Regions from separate parts of the Mus musculus genome. Here region 2 is linked to region 1. The links are chromatin contacts, called in public promoter capture Hi-C maps. All regions are on one chromosome and are shown on one strand. Each heading gives the region's core, a stretch centred on a gene start, on an enhancer-like site or on the middle of the called end of the contact. The rest is flanking DNA. Distances are from core to core; before and after follow the strand shown. Region 1 has its middle 74 kb from the start of Gm29243. Region 2 overlaps Gm46038 (a long non-coding RNA gene).

Region 1 (2,829 bases), core at 137-2,636:
GTGTAAGATACTATCTTTGTGTGGTACTGTCATTCACCAAGGCTCTTCTCATTATACAAATCCACCATTACCATTTTTCTTTCTGCTCTCAAAATATTGTCAGTGACTAGGTCTTTGTCGACAACCTTCTGATGTCAACTCATCTCTCAGGGGAGGAGTCAGAAGAACTCTTAACGTGGTGACACAGGCAAGGAAACATCTAATGCAGGGACAAACAGCTGAATTCATGACAGACACATATAAGAACATATTCCAATGTTCTTTTTGTGGATTGCATCAAGGCCGTGCTATGTGCTTGTAAATGAGTGGGTAATGAGATGCTTTGATAGGAAGCAGGGCAGTAAGAGACATTGGCATTGACTCAGGCTGGGGCAAAAGAGCAAGAACAAGGATAGAAACATATATCATATATGCGATCAGTATTTCTAAAAAGTTAAGAATTCCTAAAGTAGGAAAATAATGAAGATGCATTCAGTTGATCGATGTCGGCACACTTGCGAGGTAAACTGAGGCTTGACTCAGTCAGCTGCACAGACCATGAGGTCATCATGAGGCAGCCGGATGGTGGAGGCTGAGGGCATGAGGCAGCCAGATAGTGGAGGCTGAGGGAGATGGTGAACATGGCGGCGAACTGCCTAGCCTTGATACAGCGATCACTTGCTTTCCATGCGCCATCGAGGTTTTGGTTGTACTCAGAGTGTTTTCCTGGTGTGAGTAACTGCCTCACCCGGGAAAGCTTTGATTCCTGTTTCCTTGCACCAAATAAATCCCAGAAGGATCAAATGTTTCAATGTAAAAAAATGTGGATCTATAAAAGCATGAGAGCAAAACTCTCAGGAACTAAGAAAAATCTTAGAACCAGGTACAGCTCTGTAGAGCACAGAGTGAGAATTAGAACAGTAAAGGGAAGGAGAGCAGGTTTGCTTACAGCCAAAAAAAAAAAAAAAAAAAAAAAAATGCTTGAAACCAGAGGTAAGATGGTCCGGGAAGAAAATATGGCAACATTTGTAACAAGGCCAGGTAAAGAGGGGACAGAGAGGGAGGCCACTTAAAGAAAGGACAGAGAAGGAGGCCATGTATAGAAAGCATGTTTTGTTCATAAACAAGGATCATGCTCACTGATAGTTAAAGAAAATTCAGGGACTCACTTATTTTGACTCCCATGGGATTGGCAAAGATTAAAATTTGATGATTTCTACCCCCTCCCACCCCCCATCCCCGGTCCACATTTGGCTAAGATCCTTACCAATACCCTGTGCACTGTTTCTCCTGGGAGGACACAAAGGCATGAGCATTTAAAATTAATTTGGCAAAGTATGGCACAACACAATTAATGTTGTAACGATTTAAAATGTTCGATTCTTTGACTCACCATTTCTGCTTTTCTAAATTTATTTTGTAGACAAATGTGCACACATTTCCAAAGCCAGATGTACAGGCTGTTCCCGGCTGCTTCCTAATAGCAAGAAGAACAATAAGGAGACATTACAGAAGCCTAAATGTCCACCCACAGGAAGCATTTATCAAGGAATGTTAGTATACATGCATACATACACACACACACACACACACACACACACACACACACACACACACACACGGAGAGGGAGGGAGGGAGGGAGGAAGGGAGGGAGAGAGAGAGAGAGAGAGAGAGAGAGGTTCACATACTAAACTAGAAAACAAGTTGCAACATAGTAAGTATTTGTGTTAGATTGAGGTCCATGATATTTGAAGTAGACTCTTCAGTAATTACTCTGTTGGTACAATAGGTTGTAGGTTGAGACAGATAGATTACTGCATTTATAGACTTTTAACATTAGAGAATGAAATTAATAATTTATAGACTTTTAACATTAGAGAATGAAATTAATAAACTATTTTAAGAGACATCCATATGTATATGTATATGTATATGTATATGTATATGTATATGTATATGTATATGTATATGTATATGTATATGTATATGTATATGTATATGTATATGTATATGTATATGTATATGATATATATGTATATGATATATATGTATATGATGTATATGTATATTCTTCTTTAGTCAACTTGATACAAGCTAGTGTTATCAAGGAGGAGGAACCTCAGTGAGGAAATGCCTCTATGAAGTTGCCTATAGGCAAGTCTGCAGGGGATTTTTTTTTTTTTAATTAGTAATTGATGTGGGAGGCTGCAGATCACTGTGGATGGTGGCGCCCCGGATGGGTAGTCCTAGGGCATGTAAGAAGCCAAACCAAACTCGCCTAGGATGAGCAAGCCTAAGCAGTAAGCAACCAGTAAGGAACATTTCTTCTGGCTTTTGCTTCACTTCCTGCCTGCTGGTCCTACCCTGACTTCCCTTCAGGAAGACTACAGCTGTAAAATGAAATAAACCCATTCCTCCCCAAGTTGCTTTTGATCATGATCTCTTGTTTGTTTTTGTTCTTTTTGGGACAGGGTTTCCCTGTGTAGCCCTGGCTGTTCTGAAACTTGTTCTGCAGATCAGGCTGACCTGGAATTCCGAGATCTGCCTGCCTCTGCCTTCTGAGTGTTGGGATCAAAGGCGTGCGCCCAGTATTGATCATGACCTTTACCATAGCCATGGAAATCTAAGATAACCTAACCTACCATGAAAAAAAGAGAGAATTTTTTGCCCCATGTATTAGATACCCCCATTTGTATGAGGTGGAGAAATTGAGGGGTACTATACATAAAGGTAAGGCTGCTGGCGTTGGGAACGTCCTTAGTTCTACCTTTGACAGGGTCTCACCATGTAGCCCAGACTGGCTTTGAACTTTCAATACTCCTGCATCAGTCAGCCTTCCCAAGGGCAGG
Region 2 (2,829 bases), core at 191-2,690, 190 kb after region 1:
AGATGTGAGACCTCGTCTGGAAAACAAAACAGGAAAAACAAACAAACAAAGAAACAAATAAACAACCCAAACCATCACATCCCAAACAAAATAAAACAAAATACCTAGAAACAGAGAAATACCAAAACAAAAATTTGAGTCCAAAGAAAGTTAAAAAAGCTGTGTCTTTTTTAATCTTTTGAAGTTAGAATATAATTACAACATTCCCCACTTCCTTTTCCTCCCTTCAACCCCTCCTCTCCATATACTCTCCACTTGCTTTGGGCTGCCTCTTAATAGAGTAAGTCTGCTGACCGTCCAGGGGGGTCCACTCTATGTGGGGTAACCACATCACATAGTTGGGGAGTCAGCTATAACAGCCATCTAAGAATTATTAGACTCTGATAATAATAGAACAAGCTTTTCCCCCAGTAGCTTGGAGTGCCTGCCTGTGGGGTTCTCAGACGAACTTCTGGGGTAGGTTTTCATCTGTCCCAGGCATGAAGATTCTGATGGTAATAATCCATGGAATTCTTCAAGGGAGGTTCCATGTTAGCACTTCCTTAGTTCCTAATCCTGGGTGAGCCATTCGAATCAAAAGATCCTTATCAAGAGATTGGTATGTTCCCAGTGCAGGCTGGGACATAAAGCCATATAAGGAATAGCTAACTCAGAGATACCTTCAGCTAGGTGGTACACAGAAACCCAGATATCAAAATTCCTTCACCTTGGTTCCTATATGGGCCTATCAGAAATTGCTTTCTTGGTGTCTTAGTTAGGGTTTTACTGCTGTGAACAGACACCATGACCAAGGCAAGTCTTATAAAAAACAACATTTAATTGGGACTGGCTTACATGTTCAGAGGTTCAGTCCATTATCATCAAGGTGGGAGCATGGCAGTATCCAGGCAGGCATGGCGTAGGAGGAGCTGAGAGTTCTATGTCTTCATCCAAAGGCTGCTAGTGGAAGACTGACATCCAGGCAACTAGGGTGAGGATCTTATACCCATACCCACAGTGACACACCCATTCCAACCAGGTCACACCTATTCCAACAAGGCCACACCTTCAGATGGTGCCACTCCCTGGTCCAAGGATATACAAACCATCACACTCGGGTTGCAGGCATTGGAGAGGAATCTGTGATTGGGCAGGGGATCTGGAAGTGGAGAATCCTAGGGAAGAAAGGAGTGGGGGTGGGGTTCCAAATGAAAGTTACCTCTACCCTCTCCATCTGTCCCCTTCTAACCTTGAGAGGAAAACCTGTTGAATTCATTGTCTTTCCCCTACCAACAGTATGCCCTGCCTTTTCTCCACCCTCCCATCCCACCTCCCCTATCTTCAATGCTGACTGGATGTCCCTGTCACCCCAAGCCTCTTTGGGTCGCTTTTAGCAAGCCTGGAGGACTGTTTGACTTGTGTGGATGAGAACACAAGTCACCCAGGCTGTGTGGTGGGTGAAATACCATCTGATTCAGACGTTCCTTCGTGACTTCCTCCCCATCTGACTACTGCCTCCAAACATAGCATAGTGGGGGTGGATCCCAGCCTCTCTCCTGTTCCCTGGGAATGCTGGGATGGAGGCATGGCTTTACCTGCAGGTAACACACACAGGGAGGTTGCTTGTTCCTCTTTAATAAGGAAAAGTGAGCCTGGTTGCGGAGTGGGGATGTCCTTGAATGTCTCCAAACTGTGGGGCATTTGCCCAGGAAGTAAGCATGCCAAGGTTGGTCCAATATGTTTATTGAGTGTGTTTCGTGTAGATTTTCTTCAATTGTCAGTCTATAGACTAGATCAGCCTTTAAGCAAAAAGGGGGGTCAGGTAGAGCATTGAAGGGGTGGTTCTGCTGTGAGCTCATTATTAAATATCTGGTGTATTAGACCCTTTTCCTAAGATCCTTTCCAATTGCTCTTTAAAGAGAACTAAAACATAAATAAAACTTTAGGAAGGACAATAAGTCTTAACTAAGGTGTTGCATCATTTCATGTGACAAAGATAAATGTTAGGAATAAATGTTAGCAGCAAAGGGCTTCCCTCACTGAGGGGTAGGAAGAAGGGAAAGAATGATCTGAAACTCAGATGGGAAAGGGTTCTGACTTGGGTCCTGGAACAGGTAGTCCCACCCCAGCAGAAAGAAAGACTGGCAGTTTTGGATCTTGTTGCCCTAGCACATGAGCACCCTGGGGCCACGGCTTTTCTGAACCTCTCATTTTTCATGTATGGAAAACAAACTTAGAGAGGGTTTTAAACAACCTGCTCTCAACTTCAGATCCTAGACACAAGATCTTAAGCAAAAGTCTCCAGAATCTAGGAGACTGGCCAGCGACACCGTGGACAATAGATGTAGGGCATGGGAGGTCCTCTCACGATGCTCATTTGCTTCTGAGTACTATCCCACCCTGTGGAGAATCAGTATTTGGTAACAGGGTAGGTATTAGTGGTAAGAAATCATGTTAAGAATCCATACCCTTCTGCAATCAGTTCCTACTGCATAATATTAATAGTGTCAGGGATTGGTTCTTGTCCATGGGATGGGTTTCTAGTTGGGCCAGTCATTGGTTGGCTGTTCCTACAGTCTCTGCTCTATCTTTGTCCCTGCATTTCTTGTAGGCAGGGCACATTTTGGGATGGTGTCCTTATCCCTCCAGTAGGGGTCTTGCTTAGCTACAGGAGGTGGCCACTTCAGGCTCCATATCCCCCACTGCTGGGAGCTTCAATTAGTCACCCTCATAGACCCCCTGGAGCGTCCCCCCATCTCGCATGTCCTTGAGATGCTCGCCTCCCCCACCCTAACTGCTGCCAATCTCCATTCATACTCTCCAAGACCTCTCTCCCCACACCCAATTCAC

Evidence for each region. Promoter capture Hi-C pulls out the DNA fragments that hold promoters and counts their contacts.
Region 2: a contact with region 1 is called in a promoter capture Hi-C map of hippocampal neurons, with 2.5 times the contacts expected there. The contact joins two enhancer-like sites. A contact is called at or near these places in 4 of 39 promoter capture datasets (the 3T3-L1 cell line, hippocampal neurons and stem cell-derived epiblast-like cells), 9 of 484 Hi-C or Micro-C datasets (the AML12 cell line, the C2C12 cell line, the HL-1 cell line and 4 more) and 1 of 115 datasets of contacts at active chromatin or transcription factors (pancreatic cancer cells).

What each region holds. Positions count from the first base shown.
Region 1 is chr8:34,289,420-34,292,248 of GRCm38.p6, forward strand. No RefSeq gene overlaps it. Among named protein-coding and RNA genes, the nearest start is that of Gm29243, 74 kb to the left of the region's middle. Within about 2 kb of position 1,387, at least 2 of the 459 cell types and tissues checked have an H3K27ac peak or open chromatin away from gene starts, as enhancers often do. A contact at or near this core is called in hippocampal neurons, where this site is marked.
Region 2 is chr8:34,479,186-34,482,014 of GRCm38.p6, forward strand. All of the region lies in intron 2 of Gm46038 (a long non-coding RNA gene), which reads left to right. Among named protein-coding and RNA genes, the nearest start is that of Gm39160, 7.6 kb to the left of the region's middle. Within about 2 kb of position 1,441, at least 24 of the 459 cell types and tissues checked have an H3K27ac peak or open chromatin away from gene starts, as enhancers often do. A contact at or near this core is called in hippocampal neurons, where this site is marked.